Linked DNA regions of Canis lupus: all the other regions are linked to region 3. The links are chromatin contacts, called in public Hi-C maps. All regions are on one chromosome and are shown on one strand. The core of a region is the stretch at or near the end of the contact, and the rest is flanking DNA. Distances in the headings are between cores, read along the strand shown.

Region 1 (3,062 bases), core at 447-2,946, 320 kb before region 3:
TGAATAAGCAAATAAAATCTTTAAAAAAAAAAAAAAAGGAGTACAATGACTTTTAGAGTAATTTGGCATCACAGCCTTGGTTCACACTGAGGCACCAACATTACCCACCATTGCTTTGGTACCATCAGTGCAAATGTCAATAGAGTGAAAAAGCAAAACATTATTATAAAAATAGTTTTATTTTCAGACAGATGGCCTTTCCTTAAAAAGGTCTTGGCGTCTACCCCCTGGGAATCTGCAGACACTTTTGAAACCTCTGCTCTGTCTACCGTATCCTATCCACCATCATCAGTTTATCCAGTGGTATATCATGAGGGAATCTGTCCTCAGATGAACATTTTTTTTTCTTGGTTAAAGCATCTGCCTTAAACCTCTGTCTACCGTCCTGTTTCATGAACTGAGTCTGGCTTCTAAGAACAGGTATCTCTATGTCCACTTTACTTTTCTTTGTTAGAGTCAAATAAATAGCCAGGTCCCCAATTTCTTGGCCCTACATGGACCCTGGTTTCATCAGTCCCTTAGAGTCAAAGACAAAGAAGAAAGGCAGGGGGAGGGGAGGCTGGAGAAGTAGGAGAAGAGAAATAAAACCAAAGAAAAGCACATCGTAGTGAAACCCCCAGTTTGCTAAGCTCAAAGACCACAGCAGATTCTTGTCCCCCTAGAATCCATGCTCCATTCCCCCTAGTTAAATCTCTATTTCTAATTTTTTTTTGCCTCCCCTTAACTGGGAAATATCAGATTATAGACTTGCAGGAAAGTCCTGACTGTGCCACTTTCTAGCTACACAAAGTCAGCTCAGCTATGTAACCTCTCTAAGCTCCAAACTCTGTAAAAATGGGGATAGTATATCCGCCATAAAATTGCTGGGAAGATTCAAAAATCTAGTGTAAGGAATAAGATAAGAGAAAACACTCGACAAGAGCTGCTCTTAATAGAATCATAACAACCAAGTTGGGAGGCTTTGAAAGTGACTAGGATAACTCTCCTCCCCTTCTCTCCTCATCCTCCGGATGGGTTTCCAAATGGAGACGAAGAGGGGTCAAGTGAGATAGGCAGGTTCACATCTGTGCATCAGAAGCCGAGAGGATACAGTCAGTTCTTGACTGCTTTTTCTTTGTCTTTCTTTTCTTTCCTTCCTTCCTTCCTTCCTTCCTTCCTCTCCTTCTTCTTTCTTTCTTTCTTTCTTTCTTTCTTTCTTTCTTTCTTTCTTTCTTTCTTTCTTTTTTCTTTCTTTCTTTTTCTTTCTTTTTTTTTTGTATATTTTTGTATTGGTGCTGGATTTGCCAACATATAGCACACCACTCCCGTCCAGTGCCCCCCTCAGTGCCTGTCATTCAGTCACCCCATCTCCCGCCCACCTCCCCTTCCACTACCCCTTGTTTGATTTTCTACAGCGTCTGCGTCTGGGGGAGTCAAGGGGAGGAGAAGGGAAGGGGCTACCACTTTCCCTGACATTGGTTGTGAGCAAGCTCCACCTTCTCCCAATTCTTGTGCGAAGAATGTAAACATTTGTTCATTTTCATGTTTGTGGAAGCACCTTACCCGTCCCATCCAAGCTTCCTTTCTAATGTGTCCTTAGGAAACTAGAGGGAGTTAGAGTCCGATGCTGGGTACAGAGAACGCGCATGTACAGACATGCTGAACTCCACGGTAGCCTGTGCTAGTATCAAATGAGCACGACAGCGAGGGTAACTGGGACAAGACAGCGTGGTGTGGGTCTCAGCTCATCTGGAGGCAGGTCCCTCAAGCTCCAGCAGAACAGGGGCAAGGTCTACAAAGGGCTTTAAAGATCTGTCTTGTTGTATCCTCAGGACCGGTTTCCAAGGACTGTGCTCCCTCTACTGCCACCTCAGGAGCACAGCAGTTTATAAATCACAACATTCCTCCAACAGCCTTTTTTCAGCTCCAACTGCATGCCAGATGGAGTGCTGAGATTTACAGGCATTGTTTTTACCAATTCCTCACAATTCTCTGAAGTATTAAGGATCATTCTGATTTCTAACAGACAAAGAGATTAGGCTTAATGAGGTTAGAGGGACTGGTCAACGGGAATCAGATGGTAAAGGGCAGGTTCGGGAGTCAAACTCAAGACTGTCTGGCTCCAGAAACATTTGTAATCATTGGCTTTACTAAAAATCTTATCTACTCATATAAGAAACACAATGAATTTCCCAAAGAGCTACGGAAGAAGTAAGTTTAAGGATCCAAACGCGGATTCCAAAATAGAGAGGCTCATTGGATAGTCTATTAATCAAAGATGATGCGTATACTCTGATTCTCCAGATTTGCCTTGCTATATGGACGGTTAGCCATGCATTTAACAGTCCTGCATGTGCCAGGATGGTGGCCACATTGCCAACAGATTTCCAAACCATTTAGCAAATTATGTGGTTCTACAGCATCCTGCTTATAGTGTGTGAAAGGTGACTGTTTCTACCAGTGTGTTTCTGTTTCTACTTCTGTTTCCATTTAATGTACTTTTTCATATATTGGTCTCTCTCAGAATTGAATATTTAGTGGATCAGAATGAAATGTCATTTTCCTTGTATTACATCCATTCTTTGATGGAATGCCTCATCCCCTTAGTCTGTTCTGAGGGCTCTTTCAGTTGACTTGCCTTGTCCAGGCACTTCATTTTCACTAGGACTGCCACTACCTTTGATAATTATAATAATATCTAACATTTATAGGTTTATAAATGCTTAAATAAAGTCAATATAAAGATGTAATGTACATCAATTCTATCTAAATGCCAAGTTGAAGAGGGTAGAGGAGATTATCCTTCTGTCTCTCTCAAATTTTTTTTAAAGATTTCATTTATTTATTTGAGAGAGAGAGAGAGACTGAGCAAGAGAGAGCAAGCCAGGGACGAGCCAGAGGGAGGAGGAGAAGCAGACTCCCTGCCGAGTAGGGAGTCTGAGCACTGGGATCATTTCCTGGGCCAGAGACTGATGCTTAACTGGCTGGGCCACCCAGGCACCCCTCTCGACTCTCTTCGCTTAGGAAAAAAAAAAAAAATCCTTGGTTAAGCTGTTTGAGGTAGTGAGAGAAAGCAAAACAAA
Region 2 (3,249 bases), core at 597-3,096, 270 kb before region 3:
GTGACAGCTGTTATAACCAGGATGTCTGGACCCAGGAGCCAGAAACATGTTCCCAAGCTGAACCTCTCAATATCCATGGAGTGAGGGAGTAAGTAGGCATACACAGGAAAAACTATATGTCACACTTGTCGTGTGCTTTTTGCCTCTTTCAAAGCACTTTTACATGGATTAGAACTTGAAATTGTGTTACTTACTAAAATTCTTTTTTTTTTTGTTTTTTGTTTTTTTCCTGATGGTCATTTGGCCACCATTGTATTGACTGTTGTTGAACTAGATTTGACTAAGAATCTTAAGGTCAAAAAGGACATTTGGTGACATTTAGGTCTGGGGCTTGGACAGTGAATAGATTTAAAGTTGTTCCTTGAAATGCAAAGACCACTTGGAAGGACTCTGTTCCTAGGCAACAGCTGAAGATGTGATTGTTCACATCCTTAGCTTGTAGTACTTGGCAGCCGCCTAAAAAGAGAGGGAGAGGGAATTTCAAGGTGATAAAGAAAGTCAGCTAGAGGAAGAGGACGCCTCCGGGAGGGAGTGCTCACCAGGGTTCCCAGAGGCAAAGTCCGTCTCTGGGGGGGCGGGGCAGGGGGCAAGTTGCATCAGGGGCCTCCTCCATCTGCTTCTGGACAGAGCACCTCTCCTTCTCGGGCTATTTGCTCCATCAGCTCACAGATACATTCTGTCCCTAGACTCTAAGTTCTGTGCAGGCAGGGCCTCTTGTCCCCCACTATTGCTTTTCTGGCCTCCTCAGCATACAGTGGAGATGCAGGAAGCATTTATAGCATGAGGGAAAACTTTAACGCATAATTGTGTGCCAGTTGTAATAGCCAAGCTTCTCTTATGCCATCCTTGCTTTCAAACAGAGTAAGTGGAGCATGCCAGATTTTGAAAGGTCTCTTTGTCTTAATCCTCTAGAAAAGCATTCCCTGTCCCCGTGGAATAATGCAAATAGCAGACAGCACCTCCTGAGCCTGATCAGGTGCTGGCTCCACTCCCCTGGATGCGGATGTGCTTCTCCCCGCAGCTCTCTGAGGGAAGTGCTACCGGGATCCCCATCTTAAGAAGAAAGAGACACACAAAGTTTAAGTCTAATTGTAAACAAATTTCGCCTTTCTTATTATCACGGGAGAAAAAGGTGCTGAATGACACTGACAAAGAACTTTCTTCCGTTTGTTTTTGTCAAACTTGAGTGTGGACTCAAAAAAATTAAATAACGATTAAAAGAAAAAGAAAGAGGAATTCATGCCTAAGAAGCTGAGGCTAGTGCCTGAGTGTGTCATTGTGTAACAATTATTAACAAGTTCCTAAAATCCACAGGAATGGGGAGCTATGTTAGTGACAACTGTCAACAAGTGGAGGATCTTTCAAAAAGAAAAAAAAAGAAAGAAAGAAAGAAAGAAAGAAAGAAAGAAAGAAAGAAAGAAAGAAAGAAGAAAGAAAGAAACCATAAAAAGTGGCCCATTGGAGGCAGCACAGCAACTGTGTCCAGCAGGTGGCACCAGCCCCTCGCCATGGGGCCTGCGGTGCCTCCTCTGTGGGTGCCCTGGGCCAGGAGTCGGGGAGAACTGCAGGACCTCAGGGCTGGGCCTGTTTAGCCCCGGGGAGGAGGGCGCTCCCGGGGACAGTCCCCAGGGGTCATGGGGAAGTGCACATCTGTTTCAGATCCAAACTCAAATGCCGGTTTCTTCAAACGCCAGCCCTGCAGGTTACTGCGGCATAACCCGGGCAAGTTCCTCCTGTTAACCTGTGAACAGGTTGACTCCTGTTGCCCTGTTCCGAGGCCTTACCTGTGAAATGAGGACAGTCATGGATCCACCTCCTTCTGCATCGCCCGTTCTAATCGCTCTGCTCACAGGAGGCCCAGATGCGTGTTCCAGGAGGTGGAATTAATGATGTGACCTTTCAGTAGCCGGGCACGTAAATGTAGGCCACATTTTGCTTGGCTCAGACTGCACCATCACGAAGACGAGTTCCAGGCTTAAATGCTACTGTAAAGCGAGGACTATGTACTAGATGTAAGATGGTCTTAGAGGAAGAAATGTGGATTCGGCATCCGCAATGAGCCAGTCACTTCTCTAGGTGCTTCCGCTGCAAAGATGAGCAGGGCAGGAATTACCCAACCCCCACAATCGGGAAACTCCTGACCTAGCAGGGAAGATACATGTTAAACAAATAATCACACAAAAGTAAACATTACAAATGTGCAAAGTCTTACAAGAATGTAAAACAGACCAACCCAACCTAGTCTTCAGCTCCGGGAAAGCTTCAAAGAGGAAGTGATAGGACGAGGTAACCAGGTAACAAGCCAAAAGGAAGGACAAGCATTCCAGGCAAAAGAAATGGCATTTGCATAGGCTCCTAAGTGGGGAGTAGCCTGCTCAAGGCAAACAGCGCAGAGTATTCCAGTACATATAGTGGAAGGAGAGAAAAAGTGGGACCATTGGGACCAAGGGGCTGGAAGCTGGAGAGGTGGCTTGTTGGGCAACAAGAGTGCATTAGAGTTAGAGGATTTTATTTTATTTTTATTTTTTTAAAGATTTTATTTATTTATTTGAGAGAGAGAGAGAGGGAGAGAGAGGCAGAGACATAAGGCAGAGGGAGAAGCAGGCTCCATGCAGGAAGCCCAGTGTGGGACTCTACCCTGGGTCTTCAGGATCAGGCCCTGGGCTGAAGGCGGCGCTAAACCGCTGAGCCACTTGGGCTGCCCAGAGTTAGAGGATTTTAGATAGAAAAAGGACATGATCGTGTGCATTGTTTAAAAGGTTTTATGACCGAAATGGGGAGGCTGGTTTGAGAAGATAGGGTGGGTGGGGAGAGACCAGTGCAAAAGCTTTGGTATTATTTTAGCCAAATGTTGATGGCAGCCCGAAGCAGCGAGGCAAGAAGTGGGATGGGGGAGTCAAGGTCTCTGGCTGTTCTGAACAAGAGGGTGGATGACATTGCCATTTCCCAAGGGAGAAACTGTCGGAAAGGTAGAGGTTTTAGAGGAAAGTTCTTGTGTTTGTTCGTTGCAGACTCGATATTTTGAGTCTGAGGCACTAACCAAAAGTTCAAGAAAAGCTATTAAAAAAAAAAAAAAGCACGTGTGTGTGGAGCTGAAAAGAGATTGTGATTGTTCATCCAGATTTAGGGCTTACCTTACCAGCATGCAGATATAATAGAAACTCTAATGGAAAATGAGACCTTTTTAAATTTAATTTTAAATAATTAAATTATTTAAATAATAAAATTTTATTTAATTGATTGATTATT
Region 3 (3,285 bases), core at 282-2,781:
TCAGGTGGCCCGGGGGCTGGGGCCCGGCGCCCCCCCCCCGAGCTGCACCCCTGCTCATCCCCGTGCAGGGGGTGCTCTCAGGGACGCAGGTCCGGGAGGAAACAGGCCCGGGCCGTCGGCTGCGGCAGGTAGTGGGCTGCGAGGTCCCCGGAGCCCCCCTGGCAGCCGGGTCAGCTGAGGTGCAGGACAGCCCAGGGACAGCCCAGGCCCAGGCCGCCCACAGTCCGTGCCTGCCCCGCTCACCTGTCCTCACCCCACGGGCTGCTCACGCTCCGGAGGCACTAGTCTGCTTCCCGGTGCGGGTGTCGCTCAGGATCATCATCCCGGCAGGGAAGAGGGGCTGCGGTGTCGCCGGTGGGGTGCGTGAGGTGGCTGTGGAGGGGCACGCACAGCCCGGTGCAGCCAGGGAAGCCCACTCTGTGCCCACGGCCGCGCCCTGGCCCGAGAGCCCTTGGATCTGGGTCATAAAGAGGAAGCAGATCCTCATCCACCAGGTCAGACTCTAGGTGAGGCCAACTGGCTCTCCTGGTTGCAGTGTGCGTGTGTCTGTGTGCGTGTGTGCATGTGTGTGTGCACGTGGGGGGGATCTGAGAGCCCCCCACCCTCCACATTGCCAGAGTGGGCTCTTGGTTACATCCTCGGGGCTCCTCAGGGTGCGATCTGAAAGTCCTCGCCTTGTCTGCCCTCGTGTGACCCCATGGAGAGGCTGCAGACTAAGTGGCACTGGCCCCACGTAACATATGGTCACACGGGGGCCTATGCCCCGACTGCTGGGAAGTCCTAGAGCAGCAGGGCTCCTCCTGTGGCCCCGGCCTTATCCTCCTCCGTCAGACAAGCATGCATTGTGGCAGCGTGATGGGTGGAGGTTTCTGGAAACCGTGGGGATCACCTCAAAATGACCCCCGAATGGAGGGCACACCCACGCTGGCACACCAAAGCCAAGCAAGGTACAGCTGCTGGGGAAGCAGGCCGCGTTGGGTGACGGGGAGCCAACTGGGCTTGCTGCCACCTCCCGGGGATCACCGCTCTGCTCATGTCCCCCCTGCTCCCCTCCCCACCTGGCCCCTCGTCCCCTCCCAGCAGGGAAGACACACCGGCTGGTGGCAGGTGGCGGCCCCACTCCTCCCCTCCTGCCCTCCAGGTCCTGGGCCGAGCTTCCGCCCAGGGCGGACAAGGAGGCCGCAGCCTGAGCGCAAGGAGTGAGCGCCCCGGCAGCTGAGAGCAAGCAAGATGGGGTGGGCTGGAGGGCCGGGATGCCACAGGCCAGGTTGGGGGAGCAAAGGCTGCTGGGAGACGGTCACGGCCTCTGTCAAAAAGTCCTCTTGGGAACCAGATTCCACTGGTGTCTCTTTCTAGATGGGACCCTCTTCTCTAAGGGCCGATTGAAAGGTTAGATATAAGGGAGGGGCACCCAAACTGCCCCCGAGGGTAGGGAGCCAGAGAGAAGAATGGACCTACTCAGCCCAGAGAGAGCTGCCTCCATCCTGGGGGAGTGGAAGCAGATGGTGGCAGGCCCACACAGGAGGCTTCGGTTCTGGAGGCCGGGCAGGCCCTGCAAAGCGGCCTGGGGAAGATGGGGAGGAGGAAGAGGGGACAGGAGAGGTCCCAGTAACTCCTAAGTGTACGCCAGTCAACTGGAGGTGCTTCCATAGCTCCCCCTAAATGGGGCTGGGAGGTGGGCAGCGCAGGGGCACAGGGGTGCAGGGCTGCAGGGGAGCAGGGGGTGCAGGGCTGCAGGGGTGCAGGGCCGCAGGGGTGCAGGGCCACAGGGGGCACAGGGGTGCAGGGGTACAGGGGCACAGGGGTGCAGGGCTGCAGGGGGCGCAGGGGGCAGGACTGCAGGGGTGCAGGGCTGCAGGGGTGCAGGGCCTCAGGGGGCACAGGGGCACAGGGGCGCAGGGGTGCAGGGCCTCAGGGGCGCACTGGAGGCAACACTAGCCCTGGGACCCCAGCTCAATAACCCTGCAGCCTGGGGTTATTGTACTCCCGCCTTCTTCATCTCCCGTCTTCCCCCTTTTTCCTTTTTCTCTCCTCACACTTTATTTTTAGATGAATCACTGCATGGAATTTTGTGTGTCTACATGTCTATCTCCATGTTCCAAGATTTTCTATGATCTAAGATTGTTTTATTTTCTAGAAGAGAAATTGAATCCTCTTTGTAAAAAGACTAAACCTAAGACATCTTAAAAAATTTCAAGAAGTTCTTGAATAGAATTACTCTTTTTTTCTTTCTTTCCTTCTTTCTTTCTTCTCTCTCTCTCTCTCTCTTTTTTTTTTTTTTTTTTTTTTTTTTTGGCTCTCTCTGAGGAAATTCAGCAAGTACCTGTCTCCCCCTTGTGGATTTACTCTTCTCTCTTCCTTGTACAGTAGGTACTAAACCAGTGCGAGACTTCACTGGGGACTATTGTTGCCTTGTCTCTCCATTGTCCTTACACAGGAACAAGAAGCATTACTGTAATTATTAAAGCAAAAGCTTTGATGTTCTGAGTTGAACAAGTATTCTGAAGTGAAGTTTTAACCTAACACTTTATAGTGCCAAAATTTTGCCTAAAATCAAACACTTAAGGATTTAGCACTGCTGGGGAGCCTGGGTGGCTCTGTAGGTTATGTGTGTAACCTGATTTTGGCTCAGGTCATGATCCCAGAGTCCTAAGATTCAACCCTGCATTGGGCTCCGTGCTCAGCAGGGAGTATGCTTGAGATTCTCTCTCTACCTCTGCCCCTGCTCATGCTCGCTCTCTCTCTAAAATAAGCAAAATCTTAAAAAAAAAAAAAAAAAAAAAAAGAAGAAGAAGAAGAAGAAAAGGATTTAGCACTGGTTTAAAATTACTTAATTTTTCCACGTTAGGATGATTTTTTCCCCCTTGATTTTATGGTTAAGGAAGGAAAGGGGACTGTGAGGAAACTAAAGTTACGTCTTCTAGGCCAAACTCCAAACTTCTTTGCAGAATTGTCAGCAACAGCGACACAACACAACAATATTTCATAGTAACTGATCGTGTGTTTCTTGCCCAGCCTCGGACCAAGCACTTCATCTAAATTATATCACTTATTCTTGGCAATAAAATTATTAGTCTGATTTTAGTAAAAAAACGAGGCTTAAAGAAGCTAAATACTTGTTTAAGATCACACAACCAGTTGCTGAGGCTTATATTGGATTAATACCAATGATCATACATGGAGACTGTGACATAGAGAATAACAAAAGCACACATTAAATCGCTCTTCCAAAGTCTGGCCCTTGGGAGATGAGCTGAGAGATATTTAAGTAATCCATAGGGCTTT

Evidence for each region. A called contact is a pair of places that touch in the nucleus more often than the background predicts.
Region 1: a Hi-C map of skin fibroblasts shows a contact between it and region 3, with 2.1 times the contacts expected there. The contact joins two enhancer-like sites. A contact is called at or near these places in 3 of 9 Hi-C or Micro-C datasets (amygdala, liver and skin fibroblasts).
Region 2: a contact with region 3 is called in a Hi-C map of amygdala, with 2.4 times the contacts expected there. The contact joins two enhancer-like sites. A contact is called at or near these places in 4 of 9 Hi-C or Micro-C datasets (amygdala, blood, liver and 1 more).

Annotation. Positions count from the first base shown.
Region 1 is chr37:1,560,480-1,563,541 of UU_Cfam_GSD_1.0, forward strand. All of the region lies in intron 2 of STAT4 (signal transducer and activator of transcription 4), which reads right to left. Among named protein-coding and RNA genes, the nearest start is that of STAT4, 17 kb to the right of the region's middle. Within about 2 kb of position 1,697, at least 3 of the 20 cell types and tissues checked have an H3K27ac peak or open chromatin away from gene starts, as enhancers often do.
Region 2 is chr37:1,610,300-1,613,548 of UU_Cfam_GSD_1.0, forward strand. No RefSeq gene overlaps it. Among named protein-coding and RNA genes, the nearest start is that of MYO1B, 27 kb to the right of the region's middle. Within about 2 kb of position 1,847, at least 3 of the 20 cell types and tissues checked have an H3K27ac peak or open chromatin away from gene starts, as enhancers often do.
Region 3 is chr37:1,879,675-1,882,959 of UU_Cfam_GSD_1.0, forward strand. No RefSeq gene overlaps it. Among named protein-coding and RNA genes, the nearest start is that of NABP1, 150 kb to the right of the region's middle. Within about 2 kb of position 1,532, at least 3 of the 20 cell types and tissues checked have an H3K27ac peak or open chromatin away from gene starts, as enhancers often do.